Linked DNA regions of Hordeum vulgare: region 2 is linked to region 1. The links are chromatin contacts, called in public Hi-C maps. All regions are on one chromosome and are shown on one strand. The core of a region is the stretch at or near the end of the contact, and the rest is flanking DNA. Distances in the headings are between cores, read along the strand shown.

Region 1 (5,945 bases), core at 2,255-4,754:
GAGATCCTCTCCACCACTTCGCTGCACTAGGCACCCGTCTTCATGGTCTCCTCTTCGAATGAGGAGGGCTCGTCGGTGACATGCCGGTGTCTGACGGAGATGTGCGGCGATGCGTCGTTGGTTTCCCCTCTCGTCGGCTGCATCGAGGAGTGAGTGGGGCTCATGGGTGGTGCAGGGCTAGTGCAGCCTTATCCGTAACCGCCCCCACCCCTCGCTCGCCTCTTCTTAATTCGGTGCGGGGGGCGGCTGGCCGGACAAAGGCCGGGCAGGCTCAGGATGTTTGTGTTTGTGTCAATTAATTCTAAGCCATGCTCTCTCTCCTTTCCTATGCCTAAATGTTTTATGTGGTACAGCTCATCACAGAAATAAAACCCTTGTGTTTGCAACACTGCATATAGGTTCACAAATGTAACATCTGAGCTACATAGCTTCATATTCAAATTGGGCTGCGAACCAAAGTAAATCCAAAGTTCCCAAACAGCATCATGCAAACTACAGTTGACAGAAATAACATCAAATGAGCAACTAACCTTAGCCCACCAGATTTTAATTAGGAAAAAAGAGGGATAGAGTAGAGGCACTTACACCACACTGCCACCAGCACCAATGGTCCAGTGATGGCTACTGGTAGGGTTGGACACCAAGATCTTTGCGAGCTTCACCCTGTCCTCCATGGACAGCGTCGCCTCCTCCTCCAAATCCTCATCATCGTCGAAGGAGTGGTACGAACTGGAGCCACCGTCGTCCACAACCAGACCTACGTGGTCTTCTCACCAGAGGCCGGGAAGGTCTCCGTACCCGCCCGCAACGTCACCGTCGTCAGGGGTCGCCGCCGTCGGGAGTTGCTGCGCAGAGAGGGAGAGGGGAGAGCAAGGCTAGGGTTAGCCGGTTCGACACGGTCCGAGCCAGTTACGGCGAGCGACCGAGCCGGTTCGGTAGCCGGTTTGTCCGTGTAAGCCACCGTGTCGCGTGACATGCGAGCCAGGTATGTCAGATAGTGGTCAATATGGGTTTATACGGCTATCAGCCGTTTCGTAACAATTAGTCCATGAAGTAGTACCGACGTGTAAAACTTTTGACTATTGATACCTATCCATCACGACATGTCCAAATATGGTAGTGCCCTGCAATTATCTCCGTGAAACAACAACAACTCTCGCCCTCTTGTGTGAAACAACAACAACGCAACAAAAAAAATTTGTGCCAGCGACATGTGTTTTGATCTCAAGGTTGTAGAAGTAAATGAGACCAAATCAAATCTCAGTTAGCTGAGTTTTAGCAAAATCAGAAATGTAAACTATAAATCATGTACTCCCTCCGTTTCTAAATATAAGTAGTTTTAGATATTTCATTAGGGGCTACATATGAAGTAAAATTAGTGAATCTTACTTTAAAATATGTTTATATACATTCGTATGTAGTGTCCTAATAAAAACTTTAAAAAGATTTATATTTAAGAACGGAGGAGTATAAACTAATTCTGTTTCACATCAAATGAGATGCGCTTTGCACAGTTTGAAACAGCAGCGCATATGGCATGTGTGCATGAGTAAGTTATAAGGTTGCCGCGTGACAAACTCACAAATAAACAGTTATATTGTGATCGTTTTAAGCTGGTCTTCTCAAGCATCCACCGGGAAGCAAGAACCTGAACCTGTGCGCGTTCTTGATCAGATAGGAAGGCAGGTGCACGGCCGACGCCGACCTGGGTATTGGCCCCATCTTCTTGAAGAGATCCCTGAAGGTGTACTCCTCGGGGAGCATGTCGAACAGGTCCTCCCCGCCGCAGACCACCCGCTGGATCCTCGCCGGGTCCAGGAAGCTCTCCCGCCGCACCCGGTCCGCGTGGCTGTACGCCTTCATCTTGAACGCGAACTCGGCGATCTCCCTGAAGCAGAAGCTGCAGTGCCACCCGGCGTCCGCCAGGATCACGTCGCTCTGCCGGGAGTGCTGGTACGCCGTGCGCTCGCTGAATATGTGCGCCGTCGCCCTCCAGCTGCCGCGGTCCACGGGGAACTCGAAGGAGTAGACGTAGTTCTCCAGCTGCAGGTGCATCACCGCCGGCACCCCGTCGCACCACCGCAGCAGCTGCACCGTCTCCGGGCTCGGGATCTCGTCCGCGTCCGCCATGATCACCACGTCCCCGGCCGCGATGCCCGACCGCCGCAGCAGCGCGTTCAGCGCCCGCCGGTGCCTGGCCTCCACGTCGAACGGCTCCTCCCGACGACGAGACCCCTGAGACCCCGCCGTGGCCGTGGCGACGGGGAGCCTGTCGTAGACGATCTTGGACCTGGCGAAGGCGAAGCGCTCGAGGTTCTCGGAGAAGGAGAGCGGCTTGGGGATGCCGGTGAAGGTGGCGTTGGCCTCCAGGATGACCAGCTTGTGGACGTAGGGGAGCAGCTCGCGGTAGCGGATCTCCAGGATGTCCAGCTCGTTGTTGAAGAGGACGGCGTCGAAGACGCGGCGAGGGGAGGCGCGGGCGCGCCAGCCGTGGAGCTCACACAGCTCGGCCATGGAGGTGTTGGGGGCGTAGTAATGCGGGATGACGGTGAAGGGCTTGGGCGGCGTGTCCCACAGCGGGCGCAGGAAGTAGGTGATGCTCCGGTGGTGCTGGGTTATTCCGGCAAGGATGGCCACGGCCGTGAGAAACAGAGCAATGGCGGGTACCGCCGACTTCAACTTGAAATTGAAAGGTATGAGCCGTCTCTTTCCTACTCTTGCTGCCAAGTTGAAAGGCCGATACTCGGAGCTTCCGGCCATCATGATGAGTTGATGACACAGATACACACAAAAGGAGATGAAATTAAGCTTCTTATTTCAGTAGCATGTGAGAGTCGTCGTATCCAGTGAAGCAGCCAATGTCTTTTAGTCTTTTATTTATTACTCCGCTGAAATAATCTGAGCCTGTTTGTGTAATTAACCTGCAATCCTGCATGATGCAAGAAGATATCAGAGAATGAGCAATAAAGTGGTACAATTAAGAAGGGCTGCCATGCAGCTTTAGCCTGTTGGACAGAAATGGAAAGCGCATATGCATAGGTAAGAATTTTTCAATTTGGGAAGACAGCTTTACAAAAGAACAGATTCAGAAAAAAGGTAACACACACACACACACACTAGGTTGTGATGAGCTGCAAGAAGTAGATTTTTTCAGTTCAGGTTCTGATGAGCTGCAAGAAGCAAAGACCATAGAGGCGTGAAGTAAGACAAGAAGCAGATTTGTACATACTACATGCAAGAAATCTGAAAGCTAAAGGAAAACTGAGCCGGTAAGAACTTGCGGAGATAAACCAAAGAAGAGCATCACCTGTCTATCATTCAGATGGCCGGCCGCAAAACCTTACGGAGAAGTATTTAGGTACAGAGGGAGCGCCAGAGGAGGCACCGGAGCCGAAACTCAGAAGAAATAAGTAGTACCTGATGCGGAAGAAAGAAGGGAGGAGGGATCCCCCAACGCCAACGGAGGACCGGACCGCCGTCGGCCGGCCGTGAGGAAGACGAAGAAGATAAATTATAGGAGTAGAATGGTACTCAGCTCCACGCCTTGGCCGTCAGCTCCACGTTTGAACCGACTGAAATGCCCTGACTTGATCTCCTGGCCCGGCGCCTGTTTTATCAGTATACTTTTCTACCCATCCCTTCCTCGTCCTTGACGCAAAATTCCAAGCTCGCTTCGACGTGCCCGGCCAGCACACCATGAGCACACGCCATTTACTCCTTCCTATGCATGCACTCTCACGTGTTGGGCTTTGGGCCCCAGCCTCCCACGTGGAGTGCAAACCAGCCGGCCGGGCCGTCGGACAAGAAAAGAAACAAGGACGGGTCATTTCTGCTGCTCGTTGGCCCCGCGGATGACACAAATTCATTTTATTGGCCCGTGCTACAAATCATCCGGCTTATCCGCACAGCCGCTCGTTTAATATAATCATGCGGAGCTTGAAAGAAATCTCTGAAGGGACGCAGCTGTAATAAAGAAACATAAAAATACAAAATCATACGAATAAATGACGTCGGATATTTTTAGTCACACTAGTTTTAACCACATTTTAATAGGGGTACCCCTAACTAAATATTTTTAGCCTCAAGACTAGTTTTAGCCCCTCTTTAGTCAGGGGTGTTTGGAACTTTAGCCTCTTAGGGCCTCTTTGATTTGTAGGATTCTCAAAATGCAGGAATAGGAAAAACGTAGGAATAGAGTGACATGTCCTTTTCTACACTACAAGATTTGAAAGTGTGTTTGATAGCACAGGAAAAACAAAGAAATTCTATAAAGAGGTTTGAGTGTATGGAAATTTTCCTTCAAAATGTAGTATAAACGAATCCTATGGAAAAATTCCAAAGGATTTCAATCCTACAAATCAAACGATCATCGTAGGAAAAAATCCCAAGGATCTAAATCCTTTAAAAATCCAATGAAATTCCTTTGTACCAAAGGAGCCCTTAAAGATATTATTTTTAGTCAGACTAAATAAGTCTCTTGGATCCAAGCACCCTCTAAGCTAGCTTGCTAGGATAGGACGTTCAGAGGGGAGAAATTGACTAGGTGCGCACTAGCAAAATCGAGATCCAGCGAGGGCAGCTGCCCGCCGGCTCACTGAGGCACTACAGGGCGCCGATGTTGCCTGGTGTTGTCCGCGGCAGAGGGCCGGAGTGGAGGAGTGGATGCGGCAACATCAGGCCGATGTTGCCTGATGTTGCCGCCCTGCAGCCAGCTTTCGCCACCACGCGGCGACGCCGGCAAGATACAGCGGCCGGTCTGCCGGGCGCCAGTGCCCCACTAAAACTACAAGCGTCTTGGGCAACCCTTGCAATTAGGAAATGAAATGATAGCGGCCCGCTATAGCGATAAGAGCTGCTTCAAAGACCAGCTACGGTATTGGCTGTCGCGTGCTGACGAACTGTATGCCCAGATGACGATGCTGCGAGGGTGATACGCGGGCGTCACTTTGAGGCCGCTTGGCAGTGTTGCAACGTCGGACGAACGTTCGGCCAGACGCATGTGACCTGTGCGATCTCCTCTCATCCACTGACGGAACGATTCTCGCACGTGGTGAGGTGCATGGCTGAGGGGCCCATCATCTGCGCGCCCCTGCGTTGCTGCCGCTGATATCGTCTGTCCCTGCCTCCGTCGGCTGCCCACATCGCTAGTTCCCGTCCCCGTCGGCCACCCGCATCGTCGGATCCAGCCTCTGTCCCTCGTCCTGCCGCGCCTATACAACTGTTGCAAACGTCATCCAAAATTGCTTCAACAGTTATTGGAAAAAGCTTCAAACCCAGATGAAAAAGCTTCAACCAGGCATATAAAAAGCTGCAAGCGGTCATTGCCATGACGGAATGCTACAACCGTTGACATAAAATGCTACAACCGTTGATGAAAAAAGTTACAACCAGACATATAAAAAGCTCCAAGCGGTCATTGCCATGTCGAAATGCTACAACCGTTGACATAGAATGCTACATTCGTTGATGAAAAAAGCCGCAACAGAAACGATAGAGAGCGCATTAACCGAGCGCTGCTAAAAAATAATAGTTGCAACCCTTGATAGAAAAGGTTCGACCGTAGATGAAAAAAGCTTCAACCATTGAGAGAGAAAGCTACAACCATACACTGCACAATTAGAAAAATTGCAACCATTCTAGAGAAAGCCTATGTGCGAAAAGTTTCAACCAGCTTCAAGGAAAAAGTTTTGCCTGCCGGCAGCCTCTGTTACAAACAACGAGCTTGAAAACGATGGTGAGATGGGGCGACGGAAGAAGGACCCCTCGACAGCCGGGGGGGGTGCGGTTTTTTTGGACAAGGATGGCCGGCAAGTGCTCGCGTTTGTTGGCTCTGCAAGGACGGCGACCGGCGGCGAGGACGTCCAACAAGAGGGGACGACAGGAGAAGGATCCCTCGACCGTCGGGGGCATAGGGGAGAGGGGAGGGGTGGGGAGCGCCGCTGCGC
Region 2 (5,945 bases), core at 969-3,468, 190 kb before region 1:
GAGATCCTGCAGCAAACTCCCTCAGGTTAGAACCAAAATCCCATAGTAACAATCAGTATAATGTTGTATAATCACCACACACTTGCACAATAACAGTGCACAAGTAATTCCATAGCAAGGAGAAACTAAAAGGTCTGACCCCTAACGGCAACTTCATATTTTAACCCCTTTTCACAAGAACAATGAGAGAACATTTATGTCTTACCACGGACGGCCACTTGGGGAAAGCTGATTTGTAGTCAGGTAACGAAGAAACACCTGGCCAGGTTTCTTCATTAGGAGTGCCCATAATTCTGCATGAAAGAGAATATTTGGCAACCAAGATTAGCTGTTTCTTCACATGCATGAAAGAGCTTAAAGCAAGACCAACCAAAGTTGATAAGATAAAGACCTGAAAATCTTGAAGAGTTCATCAATCTCAGAATCACCAGGAAATAAAGGTTTCTGATTCACCATTTCAGCAAAAATGCAACCAACCGACCACACATCAACAGGGGTAGAATATTGCCTTGCACCCAGAAGAATTTCTGGCGCTCTGTACCATAATGTTACCACCTATAAACAACATTCTGTTTAGATTAAAAATCAAAACAAATGCAAAAGGGCAGGATCTAAGTTGTAACATGAGAACAGCTCGTTAATATTATCATCATATGAATACCAGCTCCAACTAAATTAGGCTTGCTATGCTTGCCTACAGTTTGAATATATTTTTTTCCTACAACAGAAGCTTCACATTTCCTTCTCTTTTGCCCATAGTAACAACCATAGTATGTTCAGGAAATGTAGCAATTGTTCTATAACATTCCTAGTTTCTCTTGCCTTTTTGTTACGTGATCCATCCTACAGGAGAGTAAAGACAAATTGGCAAGGTAACACTACGACAAGAGACTAGCAAAATCATCTACCGTTGATTATGGAAACACTTGGTAAAGGCTAAAGAGGAAGGAGATAGCCGAACAGTCTCAAGATGTACAAAACAACAGTGAACACTAATAGGACACCAACCTCAGTTTGCAACAATAGTATATGGTTATCTCTTTCGATGAAGACATGCACTCTCCGATAGTCAAATAGGACAGATAGTAGTACACCAGCAAAAATGTGCACATGTGGTCTACTGATTTCAAGTACAAAATGCATTCCAGACTTGAAATGAAGAAGAAGGGGTTGCTAGGTACCAGTGGAACTGCTTAAAATTAAGTGCATTGTGCCCCTGATAAAAGCATGGCAGGACAATTTTCCAACTGTCATCTCCAATGCAAATGCGCCATAAATCAGAATGTAGTAGACCGACGAAACGTCGGGCTGCAAAACACAAAAAGTACCTCATGAGTGAATGTCCTGACAGGAATGCCGAACGCCCTGGCCAATCCGAAGTCAGCAAGCTTCAACGAATTGGTGCGGCGATCTATGAGCAGGTTCTGGGGCTTGAGATCCCTGTGAAGCACGCGGTGCGAGTGGCAGTAGGCGATGCCGCGCAGGATCTGGTAGAGGAAGGACTGCAGGCAGAGCACAAAAACAGCATCACATTTCACGTTTCCACGCGATCGCAGCCAAATAGAGCTACTGTCAGTAAGCAGTAACCGACAGTCGGCAATCTAAGTAGTAAACGAAATCAAAGGGGGGGTGGCGGCTGTGACCTTGACTATGTGGTGGTTCTTGAAGTCCGGGGAGGAGTCCATGTGCTTCTTGAGGTCGAGGTCGAGGTACTCGAAGACGAGGTATATGCACTTCTCGTTGTGCACCACGTCCTGCAGCCTGCACGGCAGCAGCAGTCAGCCAGCCAGCCGGTCCATCCATGATCCATGATCCGTTCCGCGGCGGCGGCGGCGGCGGCCGAATCCAGCCCAGACCCTGCCGCCGGAGAGGAGAGACGGGACGGGGGAGGGGTTACCTGACGATGTTACGGTGCTGCATCTCCTTGAGGAGGGAGATCTCGCGGATGGCGGTGGAGGGGACGCCCTCGTCCTCCTGCTCCAGCCGGATCTTCTTGAGGGCGATCGTCTCGTTGGTGTAGCGGTCCTTGGCCTTGTACACCACCCCGTACGTTCCCTCCCCGATCTTCTCCACCTTCTCGTACTGCGCCCAACACACACACATGCCGACATTACGGGCGGAGAGAGGGGGTGAGAGCGGGCGGCGCGGCGATCGGACGGGCCGCGCGGGCTCACCTGGTCCATGGCGCGGCGATCCGTGCGGCGCAGGCGGATCGGCGGCGGCGGCGGCGGCGGCGGCGGCGGCGGGTGGGGTGGGGTGGGGGTGGGGGGGAGAGGGGAGGGCAGTGTGTGGTGGTGGACTTGGGGGTTGGGGTTGGGGTTTGTGGTGGTGCGTGGCGTCGTCTCGTCGCTGTCATCAGAAATTAAACCGCTCGCGCGTTCCGTCGTGATGCCGTGGTGGCCGGCCGGCCTGCCAGTGCCAGGTCAGAACGTCATGGGCCGCCCATGCGCAGAATGAATTCTGGGTTTTTCAAATTTGGTTTTCTGGTGATTGTTTGCTGGCAAGTTCATTGGGGTTGTATGAACACGTTGGTTTGTTGACGATGATGATGATGACAGTTTGTGGTAAAAATTCTTCCGTAGAAAACCCATGGGACGTCTGGACCGAACCTTCTCCCCCCTGCACGGATAGATCTTGGGTGTTTTTCGAATCCATCATTGCGCTCGATGCCTATTGATTGCGCTGAATGAAAGATTGTGGAGATCTTTGTTGTGTAGCAATTTATTTCCGTTCATCTATATTTAGCCTTTCAGGTCATTTTTCATGTGGCGGACATGTTTGGTTACGTCATAGTTTTCGACGAAAACCAAGTTAGCATGAAAACTTTACGAAAAATATGTTTTATGCTACGTAAAACCTAATGGTCAACTATATGTTACTGTGTTGTAAATTCATTGGGCTTTCTAGCAGGCCTTATAACACCTGACTGAATCGTCGCAAATTTCAACCTAGAAGCATTGTAGGGTTCGTTTTTGCCTCTCTGGTTGCAACTCGCTTATCTTTCATGTGACCAACACCACCATAAACATGTGCATGGACTAGCCGGCACCAAGCCAGCATCCGGGCCGGATTCGGGCTCTAATTTCTCGCCCAAAAGCCCGAAATGGCATTAAATATATACTTTATTCAAAATATAGGTATATTACTTTATTTTATTTTATAAGTTAAATATAATTATTTTAATAAAAAGGCATTGTTCATGTGCTCCGGGCTCGGGCTTGGAATTTTGACACCGGACTTTGTCAAGCACGGTCCAAACCTAACCCAACCCGGAGGATGATCAAGTTTACACCACCATATTGCGCAAGGGTTCAACGCGACGACCGTGGCTCTATTGCGCTGGTCCTAAAGGGTACATGCACGAAGAATTCCCGGTTACCATTTAGGACAGTAAAACTGAGCCTAAACCGAGCAATCTTACGCCCTCATGATTTCTGGCCGTTAGATCTCACATTAGGGTCTTTCTGGCCGTTAGATGCTTTGTCCTAAGGGGCTGCTACTCCCGAAGAAAAATCCGCGATTTGTGGTTCATCAGACCTTTGTCGGCCCATTAACCTCTACCCCTGTCGTTCGTCTTTGATCGACACAGCAATCTTACGCCCTCATGATTTCTGGTCGTTAGATCTCACATTAGGGTCTAGGACAGTAAAACTGAGCCTAAACCGAGCAATCTTACACCCTCATGATCTCTCGCCGTTAGATCTCACATTAGGGTCATTTCTGGCCGTTAGATGCTCTGTCCTAAGGGGCTGCTACTCCCGAAGAAAAATCCGCGATTTGTGGTTCATCAGGCCTTTGTCGGCCCATTAACCTCTACCCCAATCGCGGGAGGCGAGAGCTTGTCGTTCGTCTTTGATCGACAGAGAAATCTTACGCCGTCATGATTTCTTGCCGTTAGATCTCACATTAGGGTCATTTCTGGCCGTTAGATGCCCTGTCCTAAGGGGCTGCTACTCCCGAAGAAAATCCGGGATTTGTGGTTCATCAGGCCTTTGTCGGCCCATTAACCTCTACCCCAATCGCGGGAGGCGAGAGCCTGTCGTTCGTCTTTGATCGACAGAGAAATCTTACGCCCTCATGATTTCTTGCCGTTAGATCTCACATTAGGGTCGTTTCTGGCCGTTAGATGCCCTGTCCTAAGGGGCTGCTACTCCCGAAGAAAATCCGGGATTTGTGGTTCATCAGGCCTTTGTCGGCCCATTAACCTCTACCCCAATCGCGGGAGGCGAGAGCCTGTCGTTCGTCTTTGATCGACAGAGTAATCTTATGCCCTCATGATTTTTGGCCGTTAGATCTCACATTAGGGTCCTTTCTGGCCGTTAGATGCTCTGTCCTAAGGGGCTGCTACTCCCGAAGAAAAATCCGCGATTTGTGGTTCATCAGGCCTTTGTCGGCCCATTAACCTCTACCCCAATCGCGGGAGGCGAGAGCCTGTCGTTCGTCTTTGATCGACATAATCAAATCGACTCCTTCTCCCGACCTCTATTCTCTCTCACGACCAGGCGACGACATACCTAGGGTTGGAGCCGGCATGGAAGATGGCTCGGCTAGGAAGTCGATGCCCACCAATGACTTCCATCGGACATTGTCCCGGTCCTCCTCCCGTCCTTCCTTCCACCATATCTCTCTCTCTCTCTCCAGGAGGTTCATCTCTTCGCGGTGTTCAGCTGCCATCCGAGATCTGGAGGAGGAGGCCCGGAAAAATCGAGCGTGTTTGCAGTGGCTCGAAGGTTGTGGGATGCAGCCGCTTGAACTCGCCACTATCAGCAGGACTGAGGCGCAGGCTCCACCTCGCGTGGTCATGTCTGGCACATCCAGTGCAGGTTCGTGTTTCCCCATTATTTTCTCCTACTGCTATTCTAGGATTTTTGAAGTCCATTGTTCATATGTGATGTATTATAAAATATCGACTAAATAAGACGGTTATTTCTATGCCAAAGATCTTTTGTTGGTGAATCTGTAGGGAAGAAATAAAAAAAATGTGAATGCAAAGTTTGGATTTGTAGCGAGCAAATGGGTAAACATCAGGTTGCTTTTAGAATTTGATTGAATTACTTGAGAGTTACTGAATAACCGAACATTAAAACATGCAAGAAAGTCCTCCATTTGTTTTGATCCTACAGGAGCCCCTCAGCCCTACTGTTCTTGATCCCAAATCCCATGACCAAGCCCCCACCTCCTGGTTGTCCAATGAAGGAGTCCGCTTCTAAAAAGTGAGTTCTCTTAATCAATATATATGGCCTCTCCTCACACGTCCTTTCTTCATATTTAAGAGGCCCTCAAGCTTTGTTAGTTTTCTGATAGATATGGAGTTTTAATTTGATAGCCCCAACAATAGTGGGTATCCATGGAGTTATCTATATTTATTGTCAATCTGGCACAATTTTTTGGCCTTCTATCACGTTAAGCTTTATTAATGGATGATATGTGCCATGTTTTTCTTCTTATTCTTTTTCTTCATTTTCATGTGAAAGTATTTGATATATCTTGGGTATGGATGATTTATTTGCAGAATGTCCCAGAATTTTGTGAATCCAGGTGTGCAAGAATCAACACAAATGCTGAAACATGATTTTTGCTAAAGGTAATTTTTTTTCCGTTCCCAAGATTGTCCTCATGTTTGCTTCTAAAACTTTACTTAGCAAGGCTTATGTGACTCATGGAGTTTACTTAGCAAAGATAATATTACCAGTTTATAACTTTTTTAAAGAAGGAGACAAGAAGTGCACTCACTCTACATTAAAATAATGAGACATGTAATAATTTCAACATTGGTTTAATATAGGAAATATAAGATGCACATGGAGAAAATCTCATATTGGGCATTCTTTTCTTTTACTTATTTTTCAGCGACATAGATTTAATTGTGTCAACATGTGTTTATGCTTTACAGTCCGACGTCTAACCAGGACTAGCTTTTTTGGTTTTATTTCTTCCTCGTTCAT

Evidence for each region. Hi-C and Micro-C count contacts between places; a contact is called where the count stands out from the background.
Region 2: a contact with region 1 is called in a Hi-C map of seedling, with 2.4 times the contacts expected there. The contact joins the promoter of LOC123401283 here to the promoter of LOC123402660 in region 1. A contact is called at or near these places in 1 of 6 Hi-C or Micro-C datasets (seedling) and 1 of 1 datasets of contacts at active chromatin or transcription factors (embryo).

What each region holds. Positions count from the first base shown.
Region 1 is chr6H:28,568,418-28,574,362 of MorexV3_pseudomolecules_assembly, reverse strand. LOC123402660 (beta-1,4-mannosyl-glycoprotein 4-beta-N-acetylglucosaminyltransferase-like) reads right to left here and starts at 3,504. Exons shown (of 2, transcript XM_045096595.1): 1 at 3,418-3,504; 2 at 1,532-2,929. The coding sequence starts at 2,763. The coding sequence ends at 1,609.
Region 2 is chr6H:28,756,964-28,762,908 of MorexV3_pseudomolecules_assembly, reverse strand. It overlaps LOC123401283 (cyclin-dependent kinase A-2), which reads right to left and starts at 2,218. Exons shown (of 8, transcript XM_045095055.1): 1 at 2,175-2,218; 2 at 1,898-2,082; 3 at 1,644-1,761; 4 at 1,329-1,502; 5 at 392-555; 6 at 206-293; 7 at 1-6. The coding sequence starts at 2,183.